2 separate regions of the Sus scrofa genome follow, and region 2 is linked to region 1. A link is a contact called in public HiChIP or PLAC-seq data. All regions are on one chromosome and are shown on one strand. The core of a region is the stretch at or near the end of the contact, and the rest is flanking DNA. Distances in the headings are between cores, read along the strand shown. Region 1 overlaps KATNB1 (katanin p80 WD40 repeat-containing subunit B1). Region 2 has its middle 38 kb from the start of KIFC3.

Region 1 (6,841 bases), core at 4,193-6,692:
TGTTTGTTTGGTTGGTTTTTTTAGGTTTCTTTTGCTGTGCAAAAGCTTGTAAGTTTGATTAGGTCCCATTGGTTTATTTTTTATTTTATTTCTGTTGCCTGGGGAGACTGACCTAAGAAAACATTTGCATGGCTGACGTCAGAGAATGTTGTGCCTGTGTTTCTGTCCTAGGAGTTTTCTGGTATCTTGTCTTATGTTTAAGTCTAAGCTGTTTTGAGTGTATTTTTGTGCATGGTATGAGGGTGTGTTCTGGTTTCACTGCTGTACATGCAGCTGTCCCCTTTTCCCAGCACCACTGGCTGGATCCTTAACCCTCTGAGCAGGGCCAGGGATCGAACCCACCTCCTCATAGATGATAGTCAGGTTTGTTACCACTGAGACACAGTGACAACTCCATTTCATATTCTTGCTTCTTTTGTCGACGTTAATTGGCTGTGGTTGTCTGGGTTTATTTCTGGGCCCTCTGTTCTGTTCCGTTGGTCTGGATGTCTGTGGTTGTACCAGCACCCCGCTGTCTTGATATCCTGGAGTGTCTGCAGGACTGGGAGTCTGTGACCACATGCGGAGTAGTGTCCTGTGACATCCGCCGCGGTGGCTGTCCGTCCCCTCCTTGCCTGCTCCCCGGAAGCACTGTTTTGGGGGGCGAGGGGGTGGGGATGGGGAGGGAAGCCCCTAGGGTGCACCTGCTCTGTCCTCTCCACAGGGGCACAGCCAGGCTGTGCGGTGTCTCCGGTTCAGCCCCGATGGGAAGTGGTTGGCATCAGCCGCAGATGACCACACAGTGAAGGTAGCTCCCGGCCTGACCTGGGCCCAGGGCTGGGGGCTGGGGGCTGGGGGCCTGCCAATCACCCCAGGGTTCGGTCCTCTTCCCCCGCCCATCAGCTCACACATCCCAAGCCTGTCCAGACCTGGGGTTAGTTTGGGGATTGAGTGCTTGGGAGCGGGCAGCCGAGGGCCGGGGCTGGTCCTTACGTCCATGCCGCCCTGCCCCAGCTCTGGGACCTGACTGCTGGCAAGATGATGTCTGAGTTCCCTGGCCACACGGGGCCTGTCAACGTGGTGGAGTTCCACCCCAATGAGTACCTCCTGGCTTCTGGCAGCTCAGACAGGTGAGGGGAGGAGCGGGGCCCGTCGCCCGAGACTGTCGTCCTTCACCTCTCTGTCCTGCACGTATACCTGTCCTCAGGATGTCTCCGGCCCAGGGTGTCATGTGCCTGATGATCCTATGTAGACTGAATTGACCGCCAGTCAGAATAGGACTTGGGTCGCCTCCCTCCCCCACTCTGATTTCCCGGACCCAGTGTCCTGGGCCTTCACGGCCCGTTTGGATCCAAGGCCGGTGTTCACTTCCCATGTGCCAAATCCCTCCCACGGCCTGCACAGGGCCAGCCCCTGGCCCCTGGCATTGTTCCTAGTGGCCCTGACCTGGGCGGTCAGTCCTGAGAGAAGCGGGCTTCCCTGCACAGCCTGGCCTCCTTTGCAGGACCATCCGCTTCTGGGATCTGGAGAAATTCCAGGTGGTGAGCTGCATCGAAGGGGAGCCGGGGCCTGTCAGGTACGCGGGCAGCTGGGGGTGGGCCCAGGCCCCACTCCTGGGCAGTGGGATGTGGCGGTGGGTGGGCCCTTCCCATCTCTGCTTCTGCTCCCTCGGGGCCTGGGCTCCCTGCTGCTCCCCCAGGTTTCTTTTGACCCACGGCCCCCTCTCACCTGGGCTAGGAGTGTCCTCTTCAACCCCGATGGCTGCTGCCTGTACAGCGGCTGCCAGGACTCCCTGCGTGTCTACGGCTGGGAGCCCGAGCGCTGCTTTGACGTGGTCCTCGTCAACTGGGGCAAGGTGGCCGACCTGGCCATCTGCAACGACCAGCTGGTGAGAGAACTGCCACCCACCTGCCTGCCTCCACCTCTGGCCCCCAACTCCCACTCAGCCCTGTGGGGATCCCGCCACCGTCCCCCAGCCGCTGCCGCCAAGGGTCCCGCCCCAGCTCTGCCGCTTCCTGCAGATAGGTGTGGCCTTCTCCCAGAGCAACGTCTCCTCTTACGTGGTGGACCTGACGCGGGTCACCAGGACAGGCACGGTGGCCCAGGACCCCGTGCAGGACAGCCGGCCCCTGGCGCAGCAGCCGCCCCACCCCAGTGCCCCGCTTCGGCGCATCTATGAGCGGCCCAGCACAGCCTGCAGCAAGCCTCAGAGGTGGGGTGCTCGGGGCCTTGGAGGGCGCTGGGGGCACAGGAGTGGGCCCCCAGCCCTGGCCTCACCCAGGCCGCCACCTCCTCTGGGCTTCCCTGCTCCCCAGGGTGAAGCAGAACTCGGAGAGCGAGCGCCGCAGCCCCAGCAGCGAGGACGACCGGGATGAGCGCGAGTCTCGGGCCGAGATCCAGAACACCGAGGATTACAACGAGATCTTCCAGCCCAAGAACAGCATCAGTGAGGCCCGGGCCCTTCCGCCCCTGCCCTCCGAGCCCCAGCATCCCCATCTGTCCCTGGAAGCAGACGGCCCTTTCCAGGGGTGGCGTCCCTGTCCTCTGCTCCCTTAGCGTTAATTCCTAACCCACACCTGGGTCTGGGCTCTGTTCCCAGGTCCTCTAGGCCCCAGCAGCAGCCCAGCAGCCACTCAGTACCCTGCTCTCCCTGAGCAAAGGCAGGCCCACTGGGCCAAGTAGGTGGGGAGGGGCGAACTTGAGGGTTCGGGTCCCGGGCTATCCCATAGGGTCTCAGACAGCAGCCCCGGGCTGGCCACTGTGAGTCCCCAGCCACCTTTGCCTCTGCAGGTCGGACACCACCCCGAAGAAGTGAGCCCTTCCCAGCACCCCCAGAGGACGGTGAGTGGAGGGCAGAGCCTGGCCTCCCAGGGTCCCCAGCTGAGAGCCCTCAGGCCTCCGTCTCAGCGCAGCCTTTCCAGCCTCTCTCCCCCTGGATCTTTCTCCTCCCTTCGCCCAGAAGCACCCACTGTGTGCCGGGCTTGCACTAGGCTCCGGTGCTTGAGCAGGCAGGCAGGTGCTCCGTTAGGAGCCCAGTGAGGAGCAGGCGGTAGACGGCCACGTGGGGGGAAGAGTGGGTGTGGGGAGGAGCTGCAAGGCCTGTGAGGCTCCAGGGAGGCAGCACACCAGGCAGGCCTGAGGGCCAGATGAGGGGACAGAAGGGAAGGGCCTCCAGTGGGAGGGAGCCCCAAGGAGGGCCTGGGCCTGGGGGCCGGCAGCAGGCGGCCAGGCCCTGGGTGGGGGTCTGGGTTTGGCTGCTGGAGCATTTGAGCAGGGAGCAAACCTGATCTGCTTTGAACTTGGAGAAGGTGGGGTGGGCGCCCTGATCCTCAGCCCCTCGGCCCCTCCCCGGCTTTCTCCTCAAGGGGCCATCCTCGTTCCCGCAGGCTGGGGGCCCGAGGGGCCGCTCCCTCCCCGCTCTCCACACACTCCTCTCCGGAGGAGGTGATGGATCGCCGCCCCCTGGAGCTCCCTGGGCCCCGTCCACACACAGGGCCTGGTGCCTGTTTTTTGCCAAACTGGAGGTTGAGTGGGTGGAAGGGAGAGGACAGGCCCAGCCCCTCCCCCGGGCCTCCCGCAGTCACAGGTGCCACCCAGAGTCCCACCCCGAGCGCTGGCCTCTTCCCGCCGGTGTCTTCTCCTGGCCCGACCTGACCCAGTGATCTTTTCCTTCTGCCTCTAGACATGGCCACAGCCAAGGAGGCAGCAAAGCCCAGCCCAGCCACAGATGTGCAGTTCCCGGTGCCAAATGTATGTCCCAGCGGCACTGGCGTGGTGTGGGTTTCAGAGGGGGGCTGGAGTCCTGAGCCAGGGTTGAGGCGGCCGTGCCGGGGCGGGGGCAGAGGGGGAGGCCTCAGGCTGGCCGCCTGCTGAGCTCCCGACCTCTCCAGCTCGAGGTCCTGCCCGGGCCCCCCACTGTCGTCACTTCCACCCCCGCACCCAAGGCCGAGCCTGCCATCATCCCTGCCACCCGGAATGAGCCCATCGGGCTGAAGGCCTCCGACTTCCTGCCCGTGAGTGGGGGCCCAGACACTGAGGGCAGCTGGAGGCCTGAGGGGCGAGGGCAGAACTTGGCTGCCAGCATCCGTGCACCCATCCCTCAGGCCGTGAAGATCCCCCAGCAGGTGGAGCTGCTTGACGAGGATGCCATGTCCCAGATCCGCAAAGGCCACGACACCATGTGTGTTGTGCTCACCAGCCGCCACAAGAACCTGGATACTGTGTGGGCCGCGTGGACCACAGGCGACATCAAGGCAAGTGCCACCTCTGCTGGGTTTTGGCTGCGCTGAGAAGAGGGCTGCCTGTGGGGTGGGGGGGCAGTGAGGGCCAGATGGCCCCTCTCACCACGCTGTGCAGTCTTGCTAACACCCCCCCATACACCCCATCACCATGCCACCCCCAGGCCACTGTCCCCAGTCCCCTCTGATGGGTGCTCTGTTTGCACAGACATCGGTGGACTCTGCCGTGGCCATCAACGACCTGTCGGTGGTAGTCGACCTCCTCAACATTGTCAACCAGAAGGCGTAAGTGGCCGTGGTGGGGTGCGGAGGGGTGTGGGTGGCGTGGGCAGGACCGGCGCTGAGGGCCCATGTCCCCGGCCCTCTCCCCAGCTCCCTGTGGAAGCTGGACCTGTGCACCACCATCCTGCCGCAGATCGAGAAGCTTCTGAAGAGCAAGTATGAGAGGTACACGTGGGGAAGCAGCACCTGCCTCACAGCAGGGAAGAGGGGGGACCACGGCAGAGACCCCCAGGGCCAGCAATGTGGCTGGGCAGCTTTGCTTTCCCCTCCTGGTTGGAGAGGCCAGAATGACATCAAGCCCCTGCTCCTGTGTGTACCTTGCCCGCTGTTATCTTTTTGTGACTCCATCCATCTCTCTGAAGCTACGTCCAGACGGGCTGCACCTCCCTGAAGCTGATCCTGAAGCGGTTTCTGCCCCTGATCACTGACATGCTGGCGGCCCCGCCCTCCGTGGGTGTGGACATCAGCCGGGAGGAGAGGTGAGGGGCCAGGCAGTGGGGGTGAGGCTGCAGTGCCCTGCCGCGAGGCCCCCTAGGCCTGGGGGCTCAGCCTGCTTGGTGACGGCCCTGCTGAAACCGCTTATAGAGAAGGTTATTGGGCCTGGGACGGTGGCTCGGGCAGGGTAGCCAGAGCCTGGCTTCCTCTGAGGCCTGGCTCTGCTTTAAGCCCTGGCCCAGCCTCAGTGGGTCCTGCGTGCTGAGCCTTGGCCTTGCTATGGGAGGAGGAGAGGGAGGGATTAGTACAGGAAAGGCCCTGGCCTTGGGTGGGATCCAGTGCCGGTGCTGCACGTCAAGTGCTGCCCTTCTGCCCACAGGCTGCACAAGTGCCGGCTCTGCTACAAGCAGCTCAAGAGCATCAGCGGCTTTGTTAAAAGCAAGTCGAGCTTGAGCGGCCGCCATGGCAGTGCCTTCCGGGAGCTGCACCTGCTCATGGCCAGCTTGGACTGAGGAGCCCAGAGGGTAGGGGCACGGGCAGCCCTCAGGCCTGGCCTCGGCCCCTGCTCCTGTTCCCTGTGTGCCCACCGGCCCATGAGCCTCTGCTCGGCCCCCGCTGCTGCCCTGCGGCCATCCTGGAGGCGGCGCTGGCCCACTGGCCACCTCCACAGCCCTGACCTCTGAGACAGCTTCTCTCCAGGAGCAGGTGTCCAGCTTTGCCCAACTTCTGCTTCATGGGGCAGCAAACTGAGCCCTGAGGCTGCTGCTGTAATTTATGAAGGTGAATCTTATTAAATTTGTAACTTGCCCTGCTTTCCTCATTGGGAATCCTCTGGTTACAGTTGCCAGGCTGTCCTGAGACCAACCCTTCAGGCCGTGTGCCAGGCAGTGTGGCCAGCAGGGGGCAGCAGCGTGATGGGCCGGTGGGAAGGGACAGAGATTTCCTCTGGGGTGAAGCAGCAGGGAACAGCAACTCCCTCTTCAAGGCTTAGAGAAACAGGTGAGGAATGGGCTCACCAGCCCAGCTCCTCTGTCTCAGCCACCCCTCCCTGCTGTCCTGTGCAGCCTCCAAGGCCAGCCAGCAGCTGTCCACTGCAGGGCGCCGGGCCCCTGGCCTTGCAGGCGTGGCCACCACTAGGTGGGCCTGGAACCCTCCACTCTCCTGCCTCCTTGTAGGAGGGCTGTGAACAGCCTTCACTCCCCACAGGAACCCCGGTGCTGGCTACCCAGAACAGCTCCCCTGGCCCAGGGGGTCATCCCTGCTCCTGCGACTGCAAGTTCAGCCCAGTCGGCGGGAGGACCCACTGAGCCCTGGTGCGTTCCCGCAAGGCTGGAACCAGGTGCAGGCCAGCACAGCCCCCGTGGTGGGAAGGGGGGTGGTGCTGCACTGATGGGTGGGGTGCCATAGGCAGTGGGGGGGGTGGCATTCACCTGTGGCCAGTTCACCTAAGGCGGCAAGACTGGGGCAGAGGGCAGGCCGTGGAATGGGGTCCGTCCTGGCTGGGGCTGTGGAGGCTCTTCAAACGCTTGAGTTTCCCATCTGCTCCATAAAAGGGAGGTGACAGCACTGCTGACCTGGGTCACGATAAGGGCAACCAGGCTAGGGAGGCCGCTGGCTTCTCCCACTCGTGCAGGTGGAGGACACGGGAGCCGGGCTTCTGGGCAGCTCAGGAGGGCTGTGGGTGCGCAGCCTGCACGGGCCAATGCCCTGCTCTGCGATCCCACCAGGGGCTCACGAAACCAACTCTCTCAAACAACACTTGTGTAAAAACGTTATTTTAATAAGTAAAAATGGCTAAGCTTCCAAAAGTTTTTAAATAGAGTGGCAGGAGGCCAGTAAGCAAGGAGACGGCCTGGTGCCAGGCTGATGAGGGGAAGCAGCAACATCCCTGCCCACGGGCCTCCTGC
Region 2 (6,763 bases), core at 2,132-4,631, 76 kb after region 1:
GACATTTTTCATCACCTTATTGTTCAAAAGTATACACTTTTCAATTAAGTCCCGATGCCAGAAGAGTCCTTTGAAAAACAATTTGTTAATACTCTGAAAAATTATTGTTGGGATATCTTTGTTGTTAATTTAAATTTTTATTATTTTTATTATTTTTTTTTTTTTAGGCCCACACCCGTGGCATATGGAGGTTCCCAGGCTAGGGGTCGCATTGCAGCTGTCGTCACTGACCTACACCACAGCCATAGCAACGCCAGATCCGAGCCACGTCTGCAACCTATAGCACCGCTCATAGCAACGCTGGATCCTTCACCCACTGATCGAGGCCAGGGATTGAACCCGAATCCTCATGGATACCAGTCAGATTTGTTTCCGCTGCACCCCAACGGGAACTCCTAATTGAAATTTTTAAGAAACATTTTTTAAGCTTTATTAAGTCATTACTTTACATCAAATGCTCTGAAATCACCAGGTATCTTGAGGTGTCTACTAAAACCGTAAACCCATATGACCCAGGCGGGTGTCCGGTTGTTATCATGATGCCCTTGGGAAGGAAGGAAGAGGTGGCCCAGAACAGCTGTTATTTGGTCATCGTTCTCTTTAGCATGAAGCTGGAAGGGAACAGGAGTGATTCGACTGTGGAAGGAGGACTGCACAGAGAGCTGAAACTCAGGACCAGCGTTAAGATGCCTCACGAATCTCATTTTCAGTTCTGTGTACCGACCTCTGAAGCGTCTCTAAACAGAAGCCCAAGGAAGAGCACATCGTGTGTTTGACAAAAAGATTTACTGTGACTTAGGACTTTCTGCTTGTGTTTCTCTCAGCGGGGCTTAAAGAAAAACTGCAGAGGTTTCCATACTTTTTCAAGGTGTTCCTATTAGAAGAAAAAAAATCTCAAGCATTTAGATTCTCTGAAGGCAAGGACCTCAAACCCTTGCTTCATTTTCAACAGGGAAATAATCACATAAAACCAAGCTTTGCGAGAAAATTCCTACAGTGATTGAACTTCCACTCTCTCTTCTCCCCTCAATGGAACATTAACCCCAGAATCCTAACAATATTCTTCCCTTGATGTCATGATCAGTAACCCACTTAGTACACGGGATTCGCAGAGAGGTTAGCAACAAGCTTTAGAGGTTTATACCTGGCCTGCTATTAGTCGGAAATTGGGCCCCACTGTTAGAAGCAAAACCTGGTTAACCAACTGAAGGTACTTACCATAACAGCTTCTGGGTAATCGGTGATCTCAGTAGAAAGGGTAAGTTGTAAAGAAGCCCAGCAATGAAACCCAGTTTTCACTTATCCATTTATTTCTTCTTTTTTTTTTTTTTTTGTCTTTTTTTTTTGCTATTTCTTGGGCAGCTCCCGAGGCATATGGAGATTCCCAGGCTAGGGGTGGAATTGGAGCGTAGCCACCAGCCTACGCCAGAGCCGCAGCAACGCGGGATCCGAGCCGCGTCTGCAACCTACACCACAGCTCATGGCAATGCCAGATTGTTAACCCACTGAGCAGGGTCAGGAATCGACCCGCAACCTCATGGTTCCTAGTCGGATTCGTTAACCACTGCGCCATGACGGGAACTCCTCCATTTATTTCTTACAGACCAGTTTGAGATGAATTACCTGGTTGATAACGACACTAGAACTTACACCAGATCAATTCGATCAACTGCTATGGGTGTGTGTCTGCAAAGGCACTTATTTTGTCCTTCCTGGTGGCATTATTTTAAAGCACTTAGTCAAGTGCTCAGTGGGTGCACAAGGGCACTTCCCCAAGAATCTGAAAGTCACTATTCGTCCTTAATTTTTTTTGACCACGCCCAGGGCATGTGGAAATTCCCAGGCCAGGAATCAAACCCACACCGGCCACAGCAGTAACCTGAGCCACTCCAGTGACAACGCCAGATCCTTAACCCACTGCACCACCAGGGAACCTCCGCTGCCCACCCCCTTTCAAAGTATATAATCTTTTTTATTTTATTTATTTATTTATTTTGTCTGTTTGCCTTTTTCTAGGGCCACTCCCATGGCATAGGGAGGTTCCCAGGCTAGGGGTCTAATTGGAGCTGTAGCTGCGGCCTACACCACAGCCACAGCAACCAATCCAGGCTTGATCCTGAGCCCGCATACAACCTTCCACTGAGCAAGGCCAGGGATCGAACCCGCAACCTCGTGGTTCCTAGTCGGATTTGTTAGCCATTGAGCCACGATGGGAACTCCAAATGTATAATCTTTTAAACTACAGAGTTAGTTTTTTAGGAAGGGGAGGACATAAACTCGCTGCTTTTAGAATAGATGTTGAGTAGAGGCGCTTAGGATGAGTGGTTAACATTCTTCTCAGCATGAGTTAAGCTTCAAAGCATTTCCAGTGGTTCCCTCTGGTTTGTAATGGGAAGTTTCTGAAGGAGGAAATTTTATGAAGGGACAGAGAAACTACTTTTCCTCTGCCACTTAGTAGTGGATATCTACTAAGAGTAACAAGTGCTCTGTGAAAATACTTGGACAAACCTGAGATATGTGACTCCTTAAAGACTGTCACCCACAGTGCTGGGTGCTCAGCAGGATTTGTTCAATTTAGAAATTCATGTGCTTCCGTTGTGGCAAATTTTCTGGGTTATTTCTTTTAATTAATTATTTTTTAGAGCTGCTCCCATGGCATATGGAAATTCCTGAAGCTAGGGGTTGAATCAGAGCTGTAGCTGCTGGCTTACATCACAGCCAGATCTGAGCCACATCTTTGGCCTACACCACCGCTCATGGCAGCACCAGATCCTTAACCCACTGAGTAAGGCCAGGGATCGAACCTGCATCCTCATGGATGCCAGTGGGGTTCTTAAACCACTGAAAAAGGAACTCCATTCTTGGGTTATTTCTTTGCTATTTTCCTCCTCTCCTATTTTTCTTAGTTCTCTCTGGAATTCCTTTGGGTCTGGTTTTTTGCTTTTGTTTCTTGTTTTTTTTGAACTGCTGATTTGAATCTACCTTTCTTATTTTTTCATCTACTTTTGTTCTAGCTCCTGAGAAGCTTCCTCAGCTTTATCTTCCGACCTGCTACTGATTTCCCCCTTGACATTATATTTTTAATTCCCCAGAGGTTTTTATCAGTTTTAAATATTCCTTTATTATATAACATTTCAAGAATGCATTTGCATCTCATCTCTCTGGAACCATTAATTATAAAGTTCATTTTTTTTCTTTCTTCTGCTGCCTCAATTGTCTGTTTTCTCTCTTTTTCTCCTGTTTGTTTGGTCTTGGTATCCACGTTTCAGTTAGACTTCCTGCTAGATTATTCTTGACTTTCTGTTTCTATTTAAGGATGAGGCATTACAAAGTTGATTGCAAACTGCTGTGTGGAAAGAGGTTGTGATTAGAGGACTTCCTGTACAGGGGACAGAGTGGGGACCAGGCCCTTTCAGGAGGGCCTCCACTGTCACTGTCATAGGTCCTTTCTCTTGAGCTGGTCAATTTCCCTGGAAGCGAATAGTCCCACCTCCTGCCAGGGCTGAGTATAATCCCTGATGCCGATATTCTGAGACCTAAACGGGAAAGGCGGCCAGACCTGTCATTGTTCAGGGTTCCCTTGATCTCTGTTTTGGGTTTGATGACTCATCAGCCCACCCCTCTCTGCCAGGTGTTTCCAAGTCCAGCTTCTTTGACCTCTTTTGTCTGCTGTTGTTTCCTCTTTTCATCCTTATGAGTTTTTACTTTTTTAATCCTTTCCACTCATTTCATTTGGGTTCAAGAAGGGATGACAATCAATGCACATGCTCCAGCCTCCACACGTCACTAGACGTCCTCCCCATTCACATTTAGGAGGGTCAGCGCAAAGCACATTCATACGAGGAGCAATAATTGTTCTGTAAGCGCCACTGAGCCCAACTGGAGAAGAGAAAAAGAAAGCACACGGAGAAAAGATTTCTGGGAGTTCCCTTCACGGCTCGGCAGTTAATGAACCAGACTAGGATCCATGAGGTTGCGGGTTCGATCCCTGGCCTTGCTCAGTGGGTTAAGGATCTGGCGTTGCCGTGAGCTGTGGTGTAGGTCGCAGACGCGGCTCGGATCCCGTGTTGCTGTGGCTCTGGCGCAGCCCAGCGGCTACAGCTCCAATTCAACCCCTAGCCTGGGAACCTCTATATGCCACAGGTGTGGCCCTAAAAAGCAAAAAAAAAAAAAAAAAAAGATTTCTGAAGTGGTGGAACAGCACATTGGAAGTGGCAAGGACAGTGGTCCAAGCAGCGGGCACTTCCAGTGACACTCATGCCATGTTCACGGCAGCATCGAGGGTCAGGAGGGCAGAATGGTGCATGTGACCCAAAAAACCTTTCCTGCAAGTAAAATATTTTCAAGCGCAGGGAGTAGGCAAACTGGTCAGTGATGTGTTTAGAGTCTCAAAGACTGACGATGAGCTTCTGGGTACAAATCCTGGCAGAGGGGCTTCCTCATGGCAGCTGGTGCCTGAGAGCTTTTCTGATCCACACACGGCAGCTCCTTCCCCCCTTTCAGCTCCAGCGCCCCTCAGCGCTCTGTCTAAACTAAGTGCTTATTACATGGACACGTGAATAATGCAAGAGCCCATAACCCGAGCTGCAGCTGCCTCACTTGTAATGGGGAGAGTCAACACGGCAGAGCTGCACGGAGGCCCATCACGTGCTGGCACAGAGTGCGGGGGGCAGGGGGGTGCTGCCAAGGAGGAGAGCCGAGCAGAGCTTTCCTGGCAAGGGAAGATCCCAGGGGATTAGAGACAAAATATAAAAATGCCTGGCACGTGGTAAGTCTCCATAAATGGGAGCTTTTATTGCCTCTTAAAGAAAACCCTAAACCTGAAACCTATATAAACAAAGAAACGATCATATGCTTCAAATTTTTCAAGGCTCCTCCTTCCACCCAGGTCTTTGCTGCACCTTCCTCCATCTAGGGCCCCCCAGGCACATATGTCAAACAGGATTCAATTCACAGAATGTTCAATCTGGGGAGCCAAGAGGTCTTAAGTGTAACAATAAAGTTATTAGTGCTTGAGGAGGACCAAAGGAAAATCAGATGATTCCGGACTTGAATTTTTTTTTTTCTTGTCTTTTTAGGGCCACACCCACAGCATATGGAAGTTCCCAGGCAAGGGGTTGAATTGGAGCTACAGCTGCCAGCCTACACCACAGTCACAGCAACGCCAGATCTGAGCCTCCTCTGCAAACTACACCACAACTCACAGAAACACGGGATCCCTAACCCACTGAGCAAGGCCAGGAATTGAACCTGCATCCTCATGGATGCTAATCAGATTCATTAACTGCAGAGCTATGAAGGGAACTCCTGGACTTGGATTTTTTTTTTTTTTTTTTTTTTTTTGTCTTTTTTGCCATTTCTTGGGCCGCTCCTGCGGCATATGGAGGTTCCCAGGCTAGGGGTCCAATCGGAGCTGTCGCCGCTGGCCTACGCTGGAGCCACAGCAACTCGTGATCTGAGCCGTGTCTGCAACCTGCACCACAGCTCACGGCAATGCCAGATCCTTAACCCACTGAGCAAGGCGAGGGATCGAACCCGCAACCTCATGTTTCCTAGTGGGATTCGTTAACCCCTGCGCCACAATGGGAACTCCTGGACTTGGAAATTTTTAAAAAGACAAGGCCCTCCAGGGGAAAGTGGCAGCTTGGGGCTTACCCAGAGCAGCCCCCCCACCCCCCCCCAAGTCTGCCTTGCAGCTACCAAGAAAGGCACAGCCGCCTCCCACAGCAGGCCCCTTCAGGCTGGTCTTGGTACAGATGACAGGTCAGGAGAGAGGTAATGGCCTCACCCATCATCAGTGATGGCAGCCCAGAGAAAAGTCATCTGCTGGAAACAGCATTTGGGCAGATGAAAGGAAAACCTCAGTGGCATGAAGCAGTAAAGCAGGAGGACGGCCCTGGTGGCAGGAGGCCTGCTCTCTTCCTAATTTCAATCTGGGGGAGGGGAGTGGGGAGGGGTGTTCATAATCCCTTTAAGTCAGGTGGGAGGGTTGCTCTACGAGGAGGATTTTTCTGTGCTACAACTTGGAATGCCTTCTAACGGCATCGTAAGAATAATTTCAGAAATGCTATCCAAGTGATATATGCATTTAATTAAAACCATTTCTTCAAGGCTTTATAAGGAATTCGAGCACCCGAGTTGTAACACCCCTGCAAGGGTATGGGTTGCGGGGCCCAGTCACTGTTTTTCAACAAGTCTGATGGTTCCATTCCTAAAATCTGCCTCCCACACGCCTTCCCCTCCCAGCCCCCACTGCCACCCCCAACTAGCTCGGCTCGGCGACATCAGCCTCCAACGCCGAGGCTTCCATGCCTCTGGGCCTCCGTGCCCCTGCCAGGCTGCTCTTTCTGGAAAGCAGATCTGCCCAGGCCATTCTCTGAGGGCTGCTCCTTCCCGGGCCGTCCCACCACATAAAGCAAATTCCTGAGTGTAACACCTCAGATGAAGCCTTCAGAGTCCAGCCCCTTCCTTCCAGGATTGCCAGCTGTCCCTCTGCCCTGTGCCCTTGGGGCGTCGGCCACAAAGCATCATCTCCTCCTTCACCTGCTCGTCTCTGCCTTGAAGGCCCTTCCTTCCATTTCCCAGCCTCCAAGACCCTCTGTGTCCTTCAGACTCTCGTGTTACCTCACTGAAATCTTCCAATTCCTCCTGCAGCTGTTTGCACATTCCTCTAAGAGACCAGAGGGTACTATCATCACCCTATCAATGCATCTTTGATTTAGGGTGTGGTTTTTTTTGAATTTCTGTATTCCCTAAGAGAATG

The links. HiChIP or PLAC-seq counts read pairs in DNA pulled down with a chosen protein or histone mark.
Region 2: a contact with region 1 is called in an H3K27ac HiChIP or PLAC-seq map of skeletal muscle. The contact joins two enhancer-like sites. A contact is called at or near these places in 1 of 5 promoter capture datasets (liver), 30 of 47 Hi-C or Micro-C datasets (adipose tissue, alveolar macrophages, blood and 16 more) and 2 of 2 datasets of contacts at active chromatin or transcription factors (alveolar macrophages and skeletal muscle).

Annotation. Positions count from the first base shown.
Region 1 is chr6:19,653,294-19,660,134 of Sscrofa11.1, forward strand. It overlaps KATNB1 (katanin p80 WD40 repeat-containing subunit B1), which reads left to right. Exons shown (of 20, transcript XM_021093935.1): 7 at 704-787; 8 at 994-1,109; 9 at 1,484-1,555; 10 at 1,717-1,867; 11 at 2,001-2,191; 12 at 2,295-2,425; 13 at 2,770-2,820; 14 at 3,662-3,729; 15 at 3,870-3,992; 16 at 4,083-4,232; 17 at 4,426-4,502; 18 at 4,590-4,664; 19 at 4,862-4,978; 20 at 5,314-5,741. The coding sequence ends at 5,446. It overlaps KIFC3 (kinesin-like protein KIFC3), which reads right to left. Exons shown (of 21, transcript XM_021093927.1): 21 at 6,694-6,841. Among named protein-coding and RNA genes, the nearest start is that of KATNB1, 26 kb to the left of the region's middle. Within about 2 kb of position 5,443, at least 11 of the 83 cell types and tissues checked have an H3K27ac peak or open chromatin away from gene starts, as enhancers often do. A contact at or near this core is called in alveolar macrophages and skeletal muscle, where this site is marked.
Region 2 is chr6:19,730,935-19,737,697 of Sscrofa11.1, forward strand. No RefSeq gene overlaps it. Among named protein-coding and RNA genes, the nearest start is that of KIFC3, 38 kb to the left of the region's middle. Within about 2 kb of position 3,382, at least 21 of the 83 cell types and tissues checked have an H3K27ac peak or open chromatin away from gene starts, as enhancers often do. A contact at or near this core is called in alveolar macrophages and skeletal muscle, where this site is marked.